Linked DNA regions of Mus musculus: regions 2, 3 and 4 are each linked to region 1. A link is a contact called in public promoter capture Hi-C data. All regions are on one chromosome and are shown on one strand. The core of a region is the stretch at or near the end of the contact, and the rest is flanking DNA. Distances in the headings are between cores, read along the strand shown.

What was found. Promoter capture Hi-C pulls out the DNA fragments that hold promoters and counts their contacts. Capture Hi-C pulls out chosen DNA fragments and counts their contacts.
Region 2: a promoter capture Hi-C map of adipose tissue shows a contact between it and region 1, with 3 times the contacts expected there. The contact joins the promoter of Zfp60 here to the promoter of Zfp84 in region 1. A contact is called at or near these places in 4 of 39 promoter capture datasets (the C10 cell line, liver and pre-B cells), 1 of 484 Hi-C or Micro-C datasets (B cells), 1 of 115 datasets of contacts at active chromatin or transcription factors (bone marrow-derived macrophages) and 2 of 9 other capture datasets (adipose tissue and liver).
Region 3: a promoter capture Hi-C map of liver shows a contact between it and region 1, with 5 times the contacts expected there. The contact joins the promoter of Shkbp1 here to the promoter of Zfp84 in region 1. A contact is called at or near these places in 1 of 39 promoter capture datasets (liver) and 1 of 9 other capture datasets (liver).
Region 4: a promoter capture Hi-C map of neutrophils shows a contact between it and region 1, with 4 times the contacts expected there. The contact joins the promoter of Map3k10 here to the promoter of Zfp84 in region 1. A contact is called at or near these places in 3 of 39 promoter capture datasets (liver, neutrophils and pre-B cells) and 1 of 484 Hi-C or Micro-C datasets (CD4 T cells).

What each region holds. Positions count from the first base shown.
Region 1 is chr7:29,767,290-29,769,989 of GRCm38.p6, reverse strand. Zfp84 (zinc finger protein 84) reads right to left here and starts at 1,438. Exons shown (of 5, transcript NM_023750.2): 1 at 1,295-1,438. It overlaps Gm38983 (a long non-coding RNA gene), which reads left to right and starts at 1,737. Exons shown (of 2, transcript XR_881933.3): 1 at 1,737-2,700.
Region 2 is chr7:27,730,030-27,732,729 of GRCm38.p6, reverse strand. Zfp60 (zinc finger protein 60) reads right to left here and starts at 1,321. Exons shown (of 5, transcript NM_029531.2): 1 at 1,260-1,321.
Region 3 is chr7:27,354,701-27,357,400 of GRCm38.p6, reverse strand. It overlaps Shkbp1 (Sh3kbp1 binding protein 1), which reads left to right and starts at 1,393. Exons shown (of 18, transcript NM_138676.2): 1 at 1,393-1,530; 2 at 1,775-1,828; 3 at 1,955-2,000; 4 at 2,114-2,187; 5 at 2,617-2,675. The coding sequence starts at 1,445. Sptbn4 (spectrin beta, non-erythrocytic 4) reads left to right here. Exons shown (of 36, transcript NM_032610.2): 36 at 1-1,018. The coding sequence ends at 109.
Region 4 is chr7:27,673,234-27,675,933 of GRCm38.p6, reverse strand. It overlaps Map3k10 (mitogen-activated protein kinase kinase kinase 10), which reads left to right and starts at 1,353. Exons shown (of 10, transcript NM_001290528.1): 1 at 1,353-2,591. The coding sequence starts at 1,910. It also overlaps a transcript of Zfp607b not described here.

The DNA of each region.
Region 1 (2,700 bases), core at 189-2,688:
TAGGAAGAGTTCCTCATGTCATGAAGAAAGGCGTTTCTGTGGATTCCTCCATACCAAGCCAAAAAAAAAAAAAGGAACTTGATCTCTCTGGAAACCGTAAACAAAAAAACAAAGTACATTTCAGGAACTTCAAATAATTTCTGCAGGAACTGGCCAGGTGCAGTATTAAAGTCCATTAGCCCACTTAAGCTGCTATAACAAAATACCAGAGACTAGCTTATAAATAACAAACTTATTTCTCTGTTGTGGTGGCACTGACAAATTAGGTGTCTAGTGAAAACCGATTTCCCCGGTCCCCAGATGGAGTCTCTGGACTGCACTCTCACCTAGAGAAGGCAGGTAGCTCCAGGGAGCCAGGGCACTACTCCCATTTAATTACCTTCAAAAAGCCCCCACCTTCTAAACCCACCACACCGAGGACTAGTTTTGTAACTATAAACTGGACAGGGTGAAGATGGGGTACAACGGAGACTCCGTGTGCTCACTATGTCTGCTTCTTGACAGAAAAGCCTAGAGCTGAGGAAGTTGTCTTTTTAGAACCTGAAGTGGATCACCCAGAATCATGAACTTCAAATTCTGACTTCTCTAGTGGTAGTCAACAGAGGCTAAGATTTTCTAAGAGTTCCCTAAACAAGGCTAAATGGCTACTCGGAGGGTGTGACACAAAAGTAGGAACCCACAGTAATTACGTTTTTTCAAATACAATTTCTATACACTCATCCGTTTCTGAGACAGGATTTCACTATGTGGGTCCCGGTAGCCTGGAACTCACTATGTTCCCACGGCTGTCCTCAAAGTCACTGACTTCCAGCTTCCGCAGCTCGAGTGCTGAAATTATAGATGTGGGTCACCATATCTAACTCCTAACTACAGTTAAAAGTCATGCTGATTGGTAAACTGATCTATCTTGAACACAGAAATCCTTACCGTCTCTACTATTTAGCTTTCTCCCCCCTCCCCCCAAATTTTCAAATAAACTTGACATAAATGGTGTCCCGCACCTCCCGCCCCCGACTTTGCGTTGCAAGACTAGAGGATCTGGTAACCACCTACTACCCACGTTCTGCTGACTTCGCGCACTCTCTCTCTCTCACCCTCCTGTACAATCCACATCCTCCAAAAACCTTTTCGCCCATGCAGTCACACTCCCGCCGCCTTAGTCCCTCTTTAAGCCTCTAGCGCCATCCCGGAAACCGGGTGGGTCCCCTAGAGCCGGCCTGCAGCCAGCGACCAACAAATACAGGCCTTAAGGACTGTATTTACACAAAGCACTTAAAACCAAGGGCAGACTCACTTCAAAAGTATAAACTGCGATCTCACGGCTTCGAACTCGGACGACCAGCGAATACCGACCAGGACAGTACCGGGTTAGGTCGGGTAGGGCACTGAGATGATCCGGAACAACCTCTTTCCAGCCACTTCCGCCATGTGGCTGAGCATTTATAGTGGACTACATTTCCCAGAAGGCGGTGCTACTTCTAGAGTCTGCAGGAGAGTTTCAGTGTGCGAGAGAGGAAGTAGAGATCTGTTGAAACTAGAGAACGGACGATTAGTTTTCTAAAGGGGGAATTTCCCAAGGATCCAAGGCTTGAAGTCTCTGAAACTTAAGCAGTTTCGGCTCTGTGGTGGGGGTGGATCTTTACTCCAGCTACAGAAGCGAGGCAAGAACCCGAGCAAGTGATCCAGCTCAGGACTACATTTCCCAGAAGACATCACAGACCGCGTTCTCGGTAAAGAACTCATCCTGCTATTGACAGTCGGATATATGAGGGCTCTTAAGAGCTTCTCCAGTGTGGTGTTCCAAGCTCCCTGAAGGAATGAGACAAGGCTGTTAGGACTGGGAACGACTGGATAGGGCAAAGATCGCCCTATCTTTACTGGAATATTTAGTCTACTTACCACTCGATAGCCACAAATTTAAATGTGCTGCATTAGCCTGGGTTGAGCATTGCATGTTTGTAATCCCAGCACTCAGGAGGCAGAAGCAGGAGAATCAAGAGTTTTAATGCCCGCCTCGGTTACATAACAAGTTTGAAGCCATGGTTACCTAACGACCTGTGTCCATAAAGGAAAATAAACAGAGAGATGGTTCAGTTCTTAAGAGCATCGTCTGTTCTGTTCCAAGCACTTATGTTGGGCCAATCATGAACATTTATGTTGGATCAAATTTTATGGAATTCCATATGTATGTATGTATATGTATATATATATATATATATATATATATTCTCACTCATATAATGAGAATTCAATGTCGATCATACTGGCTTCAAACTCTGGCCCATGTCTCTGCCTTCTGTTTGCTATGATTAAAAGTATGCATCACTGTGCCTCAAGTCTTGGTGGATTTTGTTATTGTTGGTTGATTTTGTTGTTGTGGAAGCAGAGTTTTATTAGGAAGACTGTCTCCGGGGGGAAGAGAGAGAGAGAGAGAGAGAGAGAGAGAGAGAGAGAGAGAGAGAGAGAGAGAGAGAGAGAGAGAGAGAGAGAGAAGAGAATATCTCGCTCACAAGATCTAGGTTTACCGGCAGCCTGAAACCCAGATTCCGCTTTTTGGATTTCTAGGTTCCTGGTCTTTCCGGGACCTCCTGGGACCCTTTCTAGACAGAATTCCCAGAGGAATTCTCCGTGAATCGGCTTAGAGCAGATGTTGTGGCAGGGGTTACACGAAGGAGGATTTGGTGCCCTGGCTTGTTTTTC
Region 2 (2,700 bases), core at 72-2,571, 2.0 Mb after region 1:
CTGTGTAGGCCAGCTGGCCTGAAACGTGTTATGGGGATCAAGCTGCTACAGAATTCACATTGCCCTTCCTGCTTCTTTCTGCCTCGTTGTACCCCACAAAGCCTAGCTTTTCTGTTTGAGTGGCTTTCTTAAACATCCACCAGCAATCGCATTGTTTCTCACACTCCCTTGTCCTGCAGAACACTGAGTGGAATGAACCCAAGATGGCCTCACAGAGCAACAACTAAAGCACACCAGGCCCTTAGGATATGGCGGCACTGCACTAACAGGCTTCACCACAGGCATCCTAAGGTTCCTGACAGGCCTGGAGAGCCTGAGGGGACAGAACCAAGACTCCAACCCAGATGGAGGGGAGGGGAGGGGAGGGGGAGAGAGCCTACCACTTTCCCAATCTCAAAATCTACTAGAAAACAAAAACCTCCACTCTTCCGCTGCTTTGAAATGAAGACCTGTAAGAAGATCTAAGGCCATCTGACGTGTGACACCATCCAAATAGAAATCGATTTAGCACATCGGAGTTTGAAAGCCCTTTTGTTAACCTCTGTCGGTTCCTATCTATAACATGGTCGGTGAGGTGGGGGGAGTGATTGTAGACAGAAGATGTCAAGGGTCATTGAAACGATAATGTGAATACTAACTGGAAAGGGGAGGGACAATGTAAGGGACACAATGATGGCGGTATCAATTTACACGTTCCTTCTTCATTTACTGACAATTCCATATTCTAAACATAAAACCCTCATTTCTCGCACAGAGAGAAAGCGCAAACTCGCCCTTGAGCCTTCGGTGGGTAGCAACAACGATCTCACGCTCCTCCAGCCCTCCTTTTGAATAATGGCCTGCGCAGGGAGCCTGAGTAAGCCTAGATTACATCTGAGTAAGCCTAGATTACATTTGAGAGCATCCCCAGTGAGCATTTCCCCTCTCTTCCCTCGACACTCACACGGCTAGAGCTCTGAGAAAAGGCCAGTAGGCCACCCTCGGAGGCACTTTCGGCCTCAAATGCTCGTCACAAAGCTCAATCTGAACCACAGGGAAAGCTTCCCTTCAGACTCCGCCCCTCACCTCTCCTCAGTGAAGCTTGGTCCTCTGCTGGTGGCCGCGAGAGAAAGCGACAAGCACGGTGATAATGCAAATAGCTCAAGGTGCGTACGCAGAGACGCGCGCGCGCACACACAGCACCGTCCCTAAACACTCACACACGCATCAACATCCATCCACCCCACCGTCCACACCCACACCCGGACTCCCGGCCTTACTCTGCAGAGACCGAAGACACAAAGCAATTCCCTACTCAGACCAGAAAGACCCGACCGTCCGCTATAGCGCCGCCAGGGCACCGGAAGTTGCTTTACTTCCGCCGCGGTAGCCCCTGGGAAATGTAGTGCCGAGTGCTCAACTCGATGAAGCCTAGCGGTCTGTAGTTCAGAGAGATCACTGCACACAACTTAGGCCAGGCCATCTGAGAGCTATGCCAGTGGTTTGTGGGAGACGTCGTGTTCTGTCTCCCAGACCCCCCACCCCACCCCCGGACAGAATAGGAAGCGTGATCAAATCCGGATATAACTGGCGTGGTTACACTTTGCACCAAGAGGGATTCCACCTGCTGTGCTCTAGTAGGGACTATGGTAGATTGGAAGACACTGAACTAAAGAATTGGTTGGTTTTAAACGTGGTAGTTTATATCAGCGATTTCAGACAGCCAGATGTTCAGAGAGTCAGTGTCCCTGTTATCTAGATAGGAAAACGTGAGTGAGGACTAGTTGGATAAATATCAACAGAACTGCGCCCATTTTGAAAGGTGAATGACTAGCATGTGGAAGTATCTAAACAACCACCGACGTATGTAAACAACCACCGACGTATGCCTTGTTTATGTAGGGAAAACGTACTTAGTGTAACATGACATTGAAAGATCCTGACAGAATGTAAAAGGTCACACAAGCCCTGAAATTGGCAAGATAGATGTCACTGTTAGCAGAACTAGCTTCACTGATTTAGAAAAATAGAGGTGCACAATGCTCTGGCCACTCCTTGAACCCGTGTGTCTGCCAATGTTTTGACCGTTCCTTGAACCCATGTGTGTGCCCACTGATGAAGCCCATTGCCAGGTGTTTGTGATATTGGTTGCTGAAAAAGAGTCAGAAAATCTCCCCAGCAACAACAGCCCGGCCAATCTAGAGTTCCTACACCTGCACCAGACTCTTCCCTTGGACCCCTCCCATACCCATTTCTTGAGAATAAACATTGTTTAGATCTGGAAATCCCCTACTTCCCCCTTCTCCTTCCCCCCCTGAGGGCCTATAAAAACTGGGACCTCTTTCCCCTTGGGGTCGACTCCTCTACCCCTGCGTGGGATATGAGTCGTCCCCAGAGCTCTGGCTTTCCCCGAATAAAGCCTCATGTGGTTTGCATCAAGCTTGGTCTCTTGTGAGTTCTTGGGTGTCCGCTATTGTCCTGAGGCCTGAGCAAGGGGCTCCTCTCGGAGTCTTTCAACATGAGCTTTCAAAACCACATTTATTTATTATTTATATTTACACATATTTTTCCAGAACATGAGAGAAAACTAGTGTCAAGGTTAATGATAATCCTATTAGGACCACTAAACATATTAGACGCTTTGTAAATGATCTAAACGCCTACAGTATAGACAGATTAGATTTGAAATAAGTCAGTCTCAACCAGATGTTAACTACAGAA
Region 3 (2,700 bases), core at 144-2,643, 2.4 Mb after region 1:
CGCCGAGATCGCCCGATGGGGTCAGACACTACCTACCACATCATCCACAGATGAGGGCAACCCCAAGCGTGAGGGCGGGGAGCGTAGGGCCAGCGGGCGCCGGAAGTGATTCCAGGTACCCTTTCCCCCACCTTGGAGTCTGACAAGTCTCCTTGCCCCTCCTCTCTGCACTGTGGACACAAAGACAACTTCTCATCCGCAAGGGCCGGAATGACTGCGGATGTGCCACTGTGGGCCTGAAATAGAAGGGACTTCTGCACTCCAAGAGGTGGTGGTAGGGGATTGCTGTCCCTATAGCCATATCTCGGTCCCTTCCCGCTCGCCAACCCCACCCCAGGTGCTGGGGCTCCATTCTTTTTATGCAATAACTGAGCTTGGTGGGGCCGGGCAGGGAGCCAGTTGAGCCAAGCTCCCTGCCCAATCGTCAGATCCTGCCCCAAGAAGCTGGAGTGGCGAGGGATCTAGGAGGTGGTGATTTGTTGGCCTCCTCTCCGCCCTAAGGATGGACAACGGGGGCGCTGGTGAGGTCCCCTGGACCATCCAGGGTGCTAGGGGGTGGGGAGGGGACACACTCCCTCCCTGCCTTTACCTCACTTCCAATGCTGCCTTGATCTGTCTGGGAAGAGGGAGGACAGGGGCCCTTAGCCCCTGTACTCCGCCATCTCAGAGCCATGCGGTTAATTCCTGACTTAGTTTATTTTTGCAAAAACGTAGACCCCCCCTCCTTCCCCCCGCCCCGCATCCGCGAAGGCTTTTAATAGGAGGGGAGTCAAAGTTCAAAACTGTCTTCCTCTCTCCTCCCCGATTCTAGCTGTAAATGCCACTTCCCGAGGGGGAGGGGGTGGGAAAGCCCTCCCCCTGCATGCTTCTGGCTGGAGCACCTCCCTGGGACGGAGGGAATCAGGGTTACAGGCAACCCCCGTGGCTGCTTGGAGACGCTGCCAAGGCAGGGGGTGCGGGGCGGTGTGGCAGGCGCACACTGTATGTACCTATAATAAACCCTTTGGCTTTGACAGTCTTCGCTGGTTTGTTCGTGTATCCGAGACAGGATTGGAGGGTGGGCCGGTGTGGGGACGAGGTCGAGAAGGCAGTCTCCTAGACTCTACAAATACCTAAGCCTTGGTATAGGCTCATTTCAAGATCTGCGCACGTACTCCTCAACGAATCGCCTACATTCGTTATGTATTATACCAAAATAAGGGAACCTAGAAAAGGGGGGGGGGAGTTACTAAATCACTCCAAAGGATCCCCAAGTGCGCCCCGTCGAAACCAGGAAAGACCGGCCCTCTTTAAAGAGTCAGAGACCGTAATTGCGTTGAGCGAGCTCTCTGTCCAATCGCCGGTGGATCCTGGAGTCTCTAGGCCAATGAGCAAGAGGAAGAGGCGGGGTCTATGCACACCCGGAAGTGGGTGCGAGCCGGCCGGCTTGCGGGGGGGTGGGGCTATGGCCGTCGCGACGACTGCAGTGGAGGGGGTCCCGAGTCGGGGAGCACCCGGGGAAGTGATTCATCTGAACGTAGGGGGCAAGCGGTGAGTGTGGGAGATCCTCGAGGCCCCATCCTACGGGACCGAGGCGGGATGCCCGCCTCTTCTGGGGGTGGGGGTGGTAGTCCCTGTCCATCAAGAATTGCTCCGCCTCAAGCTGGAGGCTTGGCGCTTGAATAAAAAAGAAAGAAAGAAAGAAAGAAATGCCAAAGGAGAATGCATGAATCTCAGTGGAGGAGGCAGCGTCCTCACCTCTTCTTCTCTTTCCTCTCCTTACCCCATCGCCCAGGTTCAGTACCTCTCGCCAGACGCTTACCTGGATCCCAGACTCCTTCTTTTCCAGGTGATTAGGAGAGTCTGGGGCGAGGGTAGGAGGGAATGAAAGAAGAGGGTGTGGGGAGACCCATTTCTACAATACTCACCTCTGCAACTCGGCCCATGTCTCCTCCTCGGTTTCCCCTTCCTGTAGTCTTTTGAGCGGACGCATCTCAACCCTGAAAGATGAGACCGGAGCTGTGAGTAGGGCTAGATCAAAAAACGGGACTCCGGGTGGGATGGGGGACAGGAGCTCCTACTTATTCCAGGTCTTTTCCATGACCCCCACCTCCATCCCCACCCCACCATGCAGATCTTCATCGACCGGGACCCCACCGTCTTTGCCCCCATCCTTAATTTCCTGCGGACCAAAGAGTTAGATCCCAGGTTGGTATGGGTAAATGGGTGAATTCTGCCACTGTATAAAATCTCTCCTCGAAAAGTAAATGTGTTCCATTCTATTAGAATTATTGATCATGTTATATTCCTTCCATTAAAATATGCCCACACATTTGCACCATTCTTCATCCTTGTTATCTAGATTTTAAAGAAAGTATGTATTTGTTTGTTGGCTTGAGATAAGGCCTTGCTCTGTAGCCCTGGCTGTCTAGAACTCCATCCAGATCAGGCCAGTCTTTATCTCCCATGTCTTGGATTGGCAGGTGTACCCCACCCTCAACCTCCCTAGAATTTTACGCCGGTTGAAACTAGCCAGGCTTCGGTAGTCTCTGGGCAGTTTCAATACCTTTCTCCTTGCAATGTGCTGTTCATGCCTATGCCCTAGATTTTTACACCCAAATCTCCCCTATTACCCAGGGGTGTCCATGGTTCCAGCCTCCTCCATGAAGCCCAATTCTACGGACTCACTCCACTGGGTAAGTGAGAGTCCCGTGCCGTGCC
Region 4 (2,700 bases), core at 104-2,603, 2.1 Mb after region 1:
CTTGGACAAGCCACTGACGTTATACAGGACTCACCTTCTGCATTCTATACATAGAAAGGCAGCATTCTAAAAACATGGTGCTGAGGATAAGTTAGAAAAATATATAGGCAGGTAGAGAAACGGCCTTCCTGCCAGGGTTGTTTCCTTCCTTAGAGAAAGGTTAGAAGGACAAATGCCTAGGCAAAATGTTAAGATGAGAGGACCCATAAGTCTTATAAAATGCTAAACACAGAGCCCTTGTAACGACTCCCAACTCAGCGATTGTCAGCTTGCCTCAATAAAGCTCCACACACGCACACCTTTGTCCCTCTCAGTCAGTTCTTTGCCTGTCCCACAAATAAACTCAACCAGAATCTTAGTTACCGTAGGGGGCAAAGATGGGTCAGCTCTAAAGGGCATATGCTGCTTTTGCGGAGAACCTGAATTTGGGTCCCCAGCACCCACATGGGGTGGCTCACAACCGCCTGTGACTGAAGTTTCCAGGAGATCCAACGCCCTCTTTGGGTGCGTGCACGCACGCACGCGCGCGCGCACACACACACACACACAATTTAAAAATACGATCACTGACAGTGTTTGTTTTTCAATTTTTCAATTTCTTTTAAACTGCCCTTGACTCTTGCTTTGCCATTTATAATTTAGCAATCTTGAACAAAGTGAGTTTGTTTCTCTGAGTCACCTGTAAATGAGGCTCTTCGTGAAGATTTAATGACATCATCTGAGCAAAGCCCCCACCCCCGGAAACCCCTCCTTTCAGCCCCCTCTCTCCAAACTGAAGCTCATTATAGGAGGCAGAAGAGTATAGACAAGTTCTTACTGCAGATGCCAGTGATCCCATAGCTGGTGAGGCAAGCAAATCTGGCTATGAAATCTTCGAGACAGTACACTTCGCCCTCCAGCCTGCTCCTGCCCAAAGAGGCAGCACAAGTCTGTGCGTTAACTTGCTCCAGTCACCCATTGCTCTCTGAAGCAGGTGGTTCAAGGAGCGCAATGGTCCACGAACGAACTACATTTCCCAGCATGCACTTCCAGCCAGGGACCCTAGAGACTATCCTGCGAACCTTGTCCGAACCGCTTTAGGAGTATCGGTCCGTAATCTCCATTCATTCAGCTCCTATGTTTCCCTTGGCTAAATGAGTCAGTTACCGTGAACTCCAACATGAACGGGTCTCCTGCAGGGCTTGTAGAAAGCGTTGGTTCATTCGCCCTGATAGGAGATAGGGCCTAAGGACCAGGGCTCATGTAGCCTGGGACGAACCCAAGGCCTCGCAGCTTGGGACTACAACTCCCAGGCGGCATCGCGGCGGCAGCATAAACACGTCACTGGACACCGCCAAGAGCCCCGGCGGGGAGAGGGACTTAGGGGGCCGACCAGGAGCCGGCTGAGGAGGATGGGGGCCGCCCACGCGTTCCTCGCGTGAGGAGGCCGAGGGGCGCGCCACCCCATCCCGGGGCGGCCGCCCCCGGGGCGCCGCCATCCCTGCCCGGCCCTGCGGTCGTGGCTGAGGATGCGGAGCCGGGGGCCGCCGGTGGAGCTGCGCGGGGTGAGAGGCGCGGGGAGGGGCGGCCGCTTGCTGCCCTCGGCCTCGGCCTCCGCCGGCGGGCCCCGCTCGACCCGGCCCTCCCTGCGCCCTGACATCGTTGGGGACAGGTGAACCTAACGCCTCTCCTGCACAGCCAAATCCGAGGGATCGGTCCTATCGTTTGAAAAAGGTGTTTTTTAGGTTTTTGGGGTTTTTTTTCTTTTTAATTCCTTCGCTCCAGCGGAGGCCCCTCCCCCAGCTATGGTCCCCAGGAGCCCCCCGGGGTCCGCAGGGACTGTCTCCCATCCCGGCCTCCCGGCCCCGCGCTCAGCATTCCGCGGGCAGCCTGCGTGAAGCGGCCTCCCGCAGCCCCCGGCCCCTCCCCCATGGAGGAGGAGGAGGGGGCGGCGGCCAGAGAGTGGGGCGCGACCCCCGCGGGGCCAGTGTGGACCGCCGTGTTCGACTACGAGGCGGTGGGCGACGAGGAGCTGACCCTGCGGAGAGGCGACCGCGTCCAGGTGCTTTCCCAGGACTGTGCGGTGTCTGGAGATGAGGGCTGGTGGACAGGGCAGCTGCCCAGCGGCCGTGTGGGCGTCTTCCCCAGCAACTACGTGGCCCCCGCTGCACCCGCCGCACCCTCAGACCTCCAGCTGCCACAGGAGATCCCCTTCCACGAGCTGCAGCTGGAGGAGATCATCGGTGTCGGGGGCTTTGGCAAAGTCTATCGCGCCGTATGGCGTGGAGAGGAAGTAGCGGTCAAGGCCGCTCGGCTGGACCCTGAACGGGACCCGGCAGTGACAGCGGAGCAGGTCCGCCAGGAGGCCCGGCTCTTTGGAGCCCTGCAGCACCCCAACATCATTGCCCTGAGGGGCGCCTGCCTCAGCCCCCCAAACCTCTGCCTGGTGATGGAATATGCTCGGGGAGGTGCATTGAGCAGGGTACTGGCAGGTCGCCGGGTCCCCCCTCATGTGCTGGTCAACTGGGCTGTGCAGGTGGCTCGGGGCATGAACTATCTACACAATGATGCCCCTGTGCCCATCATTCACCGGGACCTCAAGTCCATCAACAGTAAGTGGTATCCTCTCTCCCAAAACTCTTCCGCTGAATCTTATGAGGCCAAGCCCAGATCGTTGGAAAGGGCAATGGACAGCAGATGGCACTGCATGGGGCAAGCAGG